Regions from separate parts of the Mus musculus genome. Here regions 1 and 2 are each linked to region 3. A link is a contact called in public ChIA-PET and Hi-C data. All regions are on one chromosome and are shown on one strand. Each heading gives the region's core, a stretch centred on a gene start, on an enhancer-like site or on the middle of the called end of the contact. The rest is flanking DNA. Distances are from core to core; before and after follow the strand shown. Region 1 overlaps Man2a1 (mannosidase 2, alpha 1). Region 2 overlaps Man2a1 (mannosidase 2, alpha 1). Region 3 has its middle 38 kb from the start of 4930583I09Rik.

Region 1 (2,700 bases), core at 184-2,683, 130 kb before region 3:
CGGCAGACTCAAGAGCAAGTGTGAAAGTCATGAGTGGCACATGTGGCCAGAATGTGGGAGCTTAGCTCTTCTGTCCATTGCTACAGCTCCTGCCTTGAACAGAGCCCACACATGGAACGGGGCCTTCTTTGAATAAGTGAATCATGAGATTGTTTCCTCTAGTGTTTTATCATGTTCTTTTCTGCCTTCTCTTTTGGCCCATGAAGACCAGAGTGGCCCATGGAAAGAACAGATGAGGGCCAGGTAGCGTCTTTGAGGTCACGTGTCACAAATTCATAAGCTGAAAGGGAACACAAGGGCAGGAAAGGTTCCGCAGCACAGGTTCCTACATCTTGACATAGATGCAGGGCTCATTAGCAGCCTGAGAATGCCAAGGGCTTCTGACAGTTGGGGGGATTCTGCCCAGTGTCCCTCAGCCTCATTTATAGATGACTCATCTCCTGGGATTGTGTTAAAGGCGTGCTTTTCATGGAGTCTCAGTAGTTGCCCAAGTCACTCAGTGGAGAGTAGAGATACCTCTGTAGTCCAAGACTGGCCTGTTTTTCACATCATTGCTTTTTAATGGCAACTTTATGGCCTTTTTGTTGGCCGTCTTCCAGTTATAGGAGTCTAATTACTTCCTGTTCTAGTTTGCCTCTGTCTCTGTTGCTGTGATAAAACACAAAGGAACTTCTGGGAGGAAAAGTTTTATTTCAGTTTAACACTCTCAGGTATCAGTCTCTCCCTGAGGGAAGTCGTCGGGAACTCAAGAACCTAGAGCAGAAGCCATGGAGGACTCTTGTTGGCCAACTTGCAGTCTGAGCTACTGTTCTTTTATAGCCCTAGACCACCTACCGGGGAATGGCACTGCTACAGTGGACTGCATCCATCTATATCAGTCAGACAAAAGAATTCCTCTCAGACCTAGCCATAAACCAACTGTTAACAACAGCTCCTCACTCTGGGGTTTCCCTGTAGATGACACTGGGCTGTATGAAGTTGACAGTTAAGGCCAGTTGGCACCACCCATGTGAAAGTCCCATTCCCTACCAGACTAGTTGATGCCCTTGTGCATTTGGGCTCTATCCAGGCTACAGACACTCTACTGGCTGCAGCCACCTGCCTTCTCGTGGACCTTGAGACTGCTGACTTAGCTTAGTCTGTGTCAGACATACCTGCCCCAAGGATGTTATGAAAAGCAAAATGATGTTTGGAAAGGCTCTGAAAGACAGGGACACCCAGTAAAGCAGCAGTTGATCCTAATGATGCTTACAATATGCGACTGTGAGGAGAAGGACAGATTTGGGGCAGAGGGAATAGAGAGAAAGCATACATCCAGAGAACAGGTACCGAAATGTCTCTGGCATGGAACCAGAACCGAAGGCACGAGGCTGTTTCTGTGTGATCGGATCTGTTGGCCAGGTCCTGTGTTAGCTTTGGACTCTGAGCATGTGTTCAGAGTTGAGAGCACAGGAGATTGACTGGTCCATTGACACCTATAAAAAGTTGCTCTTTGTCCCTTAACCTTTACGAAAGGAAAGATCATTGTTTGGTGAAGCTGCCTAAAAATGTAGCCATTGTAACTCCACAAGATGCCAAAGAATTGACTGCAGAGCTAGAGAGGGATTGACCGGTGAATCATAGCCTCCATTTCAGGATTCTGAGTTGGCTTCCTGGCTCCACGTGCTGGCAGCATTCAGTATATGACAGTGTGAATCGTCTGGATTCTTGTAACTCCTTCCTCACAGAGCCCTGTTGATGTAGATATCCGTGTCTGAGAGATACCCAAGTTCGCACTGCCAGTGTGTCACTTAACATTTTCCCAGTACGTCTGACAGAGGCACTTGATCCTTCCTGCCTGCTAGCTGCAGGTAGTGGCGTTATGGGGCACCTTTTCTGCCCAGACCCCATCCATGGCCACTCAGTTCTAAATTTCAGCCTGGTTCTTGCTGACAGTGGATAAAAGAATTATGGGTTCAGAGAGCAGTGAGAGAGGTCAAGGGAGAGCTGGGCGTGCAGTGAGTGTGAGTCAAGGTTGGGCTGGAAGATGGTTCTATGGTTCAATTGAGTCCCAGTCTCCAGATTCTCTGAACTGAGCTCATGCCCATGACCTTCAGAAACAAAGATTGTAACAAATGTACCCAACTTGATGATTCTGGGCCTGTTTGTCTATAGATAGCAGAGCCTAGACGTGTAATAACAATTTAAATAACTGCTTAAAGTAATTTACTTAAAATAGCTTAAAATAAAAATTTAGAAAACCCTTCCCATTTGAGATTAGAAATGAATAAGTTACCTCCATTTAAAATAAGGGCTAGAGACTAAATTAAGATAAAATCCCCTATAAGGCCTGTTTCTGAGCCCTGTTTGTGGACGCAGAAGGTGTTGTTTGATCTTTTTCAGAATTACTGTTTCTGTTTGTGAAAGTTCCAAGCTTGTGGGCATCATCCTGTTACCAGTAGATGACCTTATGCTTTCATATAGGCATATTTACACTTGCACTTTCTGTATTTGAAAAGTAATTCCATACTGTGTATGTGTGTATGTGTAATGAGATGACAGGCACCTCAGGAGCCCTGTCACAGAACGTGGTGTGAGCTAGGTCATTCCAGCTGCTGCCTGCAAATGTAACTGCTAACCTTCTCACCTAACGTGCCTCATCACCCTCGCTTCTGTGAGCCTCCTTCTAGTGATCATTCTGCCCTCCCTTTGCCATCAGAC
Region 2 (2,700 bases), core at 14-2,513, 190 kb before region 3:
GAAAAATTTCACGTAAATGCTTCGTTTTACTTCATTTGTGATGTTGCAACAGAAAACTGAATTTTAATGACCATAAATCTAAATGGTTCATGCTCTGGAGGTTTGAAAGTCCAAGGCAGATTTGCTGCGTCTTAGGATGGACTTGTGCTGAATCATCCTGTCATGTTGAGTCAGTCATCCCATACTGCCGAGTCATTCATCCCATACTGCTGAGTCAGTCATCCCATACTGCCGAGTCAGTCATCCCATACTGCTGAGTCATTCATCCCATACTGCTGAGTCAGTCATCCCAAACTGCTGAGTCAGTCATCCCATGGTAGATTAGCAAGTGATTGAGGTGGCAAATGCAACATTTTACCAGAAACTGCTTTCCAATAGTGAACCTCTGATACTAGGCAGTCCGCTCATGATGGCAAAGCCCTGATTGCCCAAACAGATCTTCAGGTTCTCAGCATTCCACACTGTTTACTTACTTAATATAAGAACATTCAAACCATGGCAGATGGTTTTAGCTTGAGATAAATTTATTTAAACTACCATTACAGATTTACCTGAAAGTGGTTTTACTTTTTAGTAAGACATTGATTGGCAAATAATCCTCTTATCCCATATTTTTCTTTTCTCCCATTCCTTCCCTTTTCACTTTTTTACTTGAGAGAGGGAGGGTGGAGAAAGAGAGAGAGATCGAAAGCGCACACCCGCACCATGCATATTGTCCGTGCCCTCTGTTGGTTGGACAACCACTCCTGGGCACCTCCCGCAGTCTCAAGTAGCATCCTCTGGTTTTCTAAACAAGTGCTTTCCTTTATTCTGTGTACTGGCCCCAGAATTCATTTTGACCTCACTTTTGTTCATTTCCAGTACTTTGTGAATGTAGTCTTCTAACTTTACCCCTTCTTCCTGACATCTGGCTCTCTGGTCCTTAGCTGCCTTTTTTTTTTTTTTTTTTCTGTTTTGAGTGACTGTAGTCTTTTGTCTTCAGCCTTTTATAGACATAATTTATTAACTGCAAGTACTGGTGGCATCTACTTAAAAACAGTGCTCTCAAAACATTCCTCATAACATTCTCCAGGAAATGTATTGCCTATTGTAGGAAGTAAGACAAATAGTCATGATTTAGCAATCTGTTTCCTTAAAAACAACGAGAAAACAAAAGTCATCTCAATTGTGTCACGTTGAATACAACTTATTATACCTCAGGGTTCTGGAGAACTGCTGGCCAGTTTCCACTTAGGGCAGAGATTGAGACCAAGCCTGGCAGGCCCGAATGTCTTGGCAGACTTGCTCGCCTGGCTGGAAATGGCAGCTGTCTGTGGGTGAGGGTTTATGTGGGGTCAGTCGTTTGCCAGCAGTCATTTACACATGTCCTCTCCAGAGTGTCTAGTTCTAAGAGGGAGTGCCTGAAGGAGTCTTAAGTCTACCCAGACAAAGCAAGTAGTTTTACAAAATACCATTGAGCTTATGTTGTGTTGGCCAACTTGTCCTGGGCATGGGCCGGCCCTGAGGTGCAGTAATGTACACACCGAGACTCCACTGGAGAAGACTGATTTTTCCTTTGGAAGTAGCATCAGTTGCAGATAGCTCCTTGCTTAGGGGTGGAGGTTGTGTCAACATCTCCACTCTCCATGCCAGAAGCTATTTGGCTTGAACCTGTTACAGGGCATGTGCACTCTGCCAGACTTTGTGAGCTCATGTGTTGTGGGTGGAAGGCCTCTTTCCTTGATGCCTTCCAGCCTCTCTGTCTGTTAGAGACATTATGCCTCCTCTTGCCACATAGATCCCTGAGGAAAGAGGGTTGATGAAGATATCCCATTCAGGACTGAGAACTTCAAAGCCTTTCACTCTCTATACTTTGTTCATGTGTAGGGGAGGATGTGGAGTTAGAGAAAACACTCATCTGATGTTGATGGTAATGCAGTCATGGTTCCCATCAGCTGCCAGAGGAAGCCATCTGATAATGCTCAAGGGAGACCCAGTCATTTGCACACTCAGGAATCCCATTGAAACCCTGAACTAGAAGTGATAAAATATACAACAGGGACTTATAGGGTAAAAATAAAAGAAAAATATATAAAATAAAAATTAAAAACAACCAGATAAAATTAAAAATAAATAAATAAATAAATAAATAAATAAATAAGAAAGGAAGAGCCCTGACATGACACTTTGAGACACGGAACCTGCAAAGATGGTGCCATTGAGTTAATCTTCTGTTGGCCATTTCAGATGGGATTGCAGCCTTCCCATAGAGTAGTTTGTTTCTCTCCATGTTCAGTAAGTTGTATAGGCATTGTTTTTGGCAAGGGGCCTTGTTATCAAGTGTGTGGAGAACAACCTGTAATGTTGGCAACAGCCTGGTTGTTTGGAGATTTCCCATGGGACCCTTTAGGACAATCAGTCAATTAGATGTAACCTAATGCTGTTGTAGAAGCCTCATTGAGTGACAAGAGATGGCCAGTTATGGCTTTGTTTTCCTCATTATTTTGTGATTTCGTCTAGATTGCCTTCATAGCTATATTTCGTGTATATATTTGAGGAAGCTTCTATTGTGTTAGGTTTCCATACTACTCTTCATATGGCTCTTAATTTTAGTTGTCTCTCCTTGATTTCCTTCCTCATTCTCTTCTTCCTTTGCCATCCCTTCTTGATCCTCCCATACACCCATAACCATCTGTTTTATTTCTCTTTTCTAGGTAGATC
Region 3 (2,746 bases), core at 214-2,713:
TACTGATGCTAATATCTGGCAGTCCATGTTGGTTGCTCTCTGTTTTAATTAAACATTATTTTGCATGGGTTCCCTGAGGAGTAGGCTATCATGAAAAAGCACCATTTCATAAATCTAAGGAAAAAAACTCAACAAATACATGCCTTGATACCGTTTTAAATTTCTGTATTTTTCTAAGTTTCTTCTCTATGAATCAAAAAACAGCTATAGGTACTTCGTACAGTGCATGAATGATTCTTCCTTGGAAATGCAGCCAAAGGCAGACATTGGTAGCTTTGCTACATATTTCCATATTTCTATGTGGACATGGGGATCTATAAATATGAATACTCCCACTTTCAGAGTTTGAAAATAGAACTCCAAATTTTATATACACATACACACACATATATATATGAATATGATATAATATATGAATATATATTCACATATATGAATATGATATAATATAATATATGAATAAAACTGGTTTAGTTTCTAACTCATACCAGCTCAGCTCTCTGGAAAACATGCTAATAAACCCATTGTCACGTGCTTCTTTGAGAGCATCAGTATAATTAAGCCCTTTTAAAAAGAGAACAAAACTACTTTGGAAACCTCAATTTGAAATACAGTGAGGCCTGATACCTCATTATAGCTATGCAGGGCTTTTTCTCTTGCTTTGATTTCCTGGCAAAGCATTATTTTATGCCTTTGTTCCCCTTCAGTGATCATAATAGTCTTGGCATGAACCTTGCCAGGTAGGTGAAAAAAAAAACCTCCCTTCTGGGCATTTCTTGTCCTTTGGGGGGATATTCTTAGAGTTAACCCTATCAGTGGTCTACTTGGAGAGCAATTGATGGGAAGCACGAGGAAGCTCTCAATTTCTGACTCTGTCCTTCTCTTTGCTCAAGATGTCCTTGTGTCCTTGAGTCTGCCCTTTCCCATTTACATCCCTTCCTGTGTACGAAGAGGAATCCTTTGAGTGTGCACATTACAGTGGACCTTCAGGGACATCGTTGAGGAAAGGCGAAGACTGGTAGAACAGCTCTGGGAGGCTTTTAGCTAGAAACCTTAGCTCCCTCAGGGGCTTTTGTCTCTCCAAGCACTGTGGATAGAATGAAGTGTTTTGTCCCCTCTTGCAAGAAATTCCTCAGAGAACAGGAAGGAGAATCCTTCTGTGCTTGGAGTCCTGTTCCCTGCGGGAAGGGAAACTAGAAGAACAAAGAATATAAGCATAACAAATAAAGCCAGTGAAAGCTGCGCTTTCCAACTGACTGCTCAGGAGCTGACTGTAGCCCTTGGGGTTAGGAGTTAAAACACCCCACTTTGCACCTGTCTTAATGTCTGCCCTGAAGGGTGAGTTGTTCTGGTTGACAGGATTAGGTCCCTCTTCATTTCTGCATTGGCTCCTGAAGCGTGAAAGGAGCTAAAACAAAGAGATCTTTAGTTCTCCAGCCCTACTTCAGCATTTCAACACTTCAGTGCCTGCTAGTGGTGGTATGGGGAATTGCAGCTACTGTCATGGCTTCACGCTGCAGATTATAGACCTTAAATGAGATCGTGCAAATCCGTTCTTAACTCTCTGAAGAGAGTTAGGGTTCTCCTTAAGAGATCCCTTTGTTATCATGTTTCTAGCATTATAAAATTCTAAATAAAACATACATGAAATATGTCTTGAGACATAGTAAGAAGCAAGTGAAACGGTCTTTCCTCTGGAAACGACCAAGACATCATCGGTACTCTTCCCAAATCCTGCCTCAATTTGGAGACAGTCCGGATAAACCCAAAATTATTTACCATAGTTTATGGGAGGGATTTGAAGACTTGATACTAAACAACTCCCTAGCCCTGTGTTTGTTTTCACACCGTTTACTAACAATATCTTTCTGCACCCGAAGCCCACCCTAGTTTCCCGTGTTTCCAAGAGTGAATGCTTTTCCTTGCCCACCAACTCAGCAGCCTCTTGATTGATGGCCCTGCTTCCTAGACCACTAGTGTGAGCCTAATAGAAAAAGAAGGCAAGAAAAGGTTCTACTCACAGTACAGCTCTGGTCTACACTGGAAACACAAAGACAGGCTCTTACCCACCCCTCAGCTTCAACCTCTGGAATATCCAGATAGAATAGTTTTAGCGTTTAGATCAACATCAAAGTGATGCTTAGGCTGAGCATCTTGTGTCTGACCTTATTATCTTGGTTTGAAACCTTCATGAGGTTCAGCATATATGTTGATCAAGTCTTAAGAAGTTCTGTGCCTTGACCTCAGCCATAAGCACTGAGTGTTGAACCCTAACCCATGGTGTCTGTCCACCTGTGATGTCTGTCTATCTGTGGTGTCTGTCCACCTGTGATGTCTGTCTGTGGTGTCTATCCACCTGTGGTGTCTGTCTATCTGTGGTGTCTGTCCATCTGTGTCTCTCCACCTGTGATGTCTGTCTATCTGTGGTGTCTATCCACCTGTGGTGTCTGTCCACCTGTGGTGTCTGTCTATCTGTGGTGTCTATCCACCTGTGATGTCTGTCCAGCTGTGATGTCTGTCCACCTGTGTTGTCTGTCACCTGTGGTGTCTATCCACCTGTGTTGTCTGCCACCTGTGGTGTCTATCCACCTGTGATGTCTATCCACCTGTGATTGGTGTCTGTCCACCTGTGATTGGTGTCTATCCACCTGTGGTCTCTGTCCACCTGTGTCTATCCACCTGTGATGTCTGTCCACCTGTGATTGGTGTCTGTCCACCTGTGATCGGTGTCTGTCCACCTGTGGTC

The links. Hi-C and Micro-C count contacts between places; a contact is called where the count stands out from the background. ChIA-PET counts read pairs in DNA pulled down with a chosen protein or histone mark.
Region 1: a contact with region 3 is called in an H3K27ac ChIA-PET map of liver, with 5 times the contacts expected there. The contact joins two enhancer-like sites. A contact is called at or near these places in 5 of 39 promoter capture datasets (3T3-L1-derived adipocytes, embryonic stem cells, liver and 2 more), 2 of 15 datasets of contacts at CTCF or cohesin (CD8 T cells and the NIH/3T3 cell line), 17 of 484 Hi-C or Micro-C datasets (CD4 T cells, the G1E-ER4 cell line, bone marrow-derived dendritic cells and 11 more) and 7 of 115 datasets of contacts at active chromatin or transcription factors (CD8 T cells, bone marrow-derived dendritic cells, embryonic stem cells and 3 more).
Region 2: a Hi-C map of liver shows a contact between it and region 3, with 1.9 times the contacts expected there. The contact joins two enhancer-like sites. A contact is called at or near these places in 1 of 15 datasets of contacts at CTCF or cohesin (large pre-B cells), 3 of 484 Hi-C or Micro-C datasets (CD8 T cells, embryonic stem cells and liver) and 3 of 115 datasets of contacts at active chromatin or transcription factors (embryonic stem cells and large pre-B cells).

What each region holds. Positions count from the first base shown.
Region 1 is chr17:64,742,363-64,745,062 of GRCm38.p6, forward strand. All of the region lies in intron 20 of Man2a1 (mannosidase 2, alpha 1), which reads left to right. Among named protein-coding and RNA genes, the nearest start is that of Dreh, 23 kb to the right of the region's middle. Within about 2 kb of position 1,434, at least 27 of the 459 cell types and tissues checked have an H3K27ac peak or open chromatin away from gene starts, as enhancers often do. A contact at or near this core is called in liver, where this site is marked.
Region 2 is chr17:64,684,063-64,686,762 of GRCm38.p6, forward strand. The region is part of intron 12 of Man2a1 (mannosidase 2, alpha 1); the gene reads left to right. Among named protein-coding and RNA genes, the nearest start is that of Dreh, 82 kb to the right of the region's middle. Within about 2 kb of position 1,264, at least 39 of the 459 cell types and tissues checked have an H3K27ac peak or open chromatin away from gene starts, as enhancers often do. A contact at or near this core is called in liver, where this site is marked.
Region 3 is chr17:64,872,533-64,875,278 of GRCm38.p6, forward strand. No RefSeq gene overlaps it. Among named protein-coding and RNA genes, the nearest start is that of 4930583I09Rik, 38 kb to the left of the region's middle. Within about 2 kb of position 1,464, at least 31 of the 459 cell types and tissues checked have an H3K27ac peak or open chromatin away from gene starts, as enhancers often do. A contact at or near this core is called in liver, where this site is marked.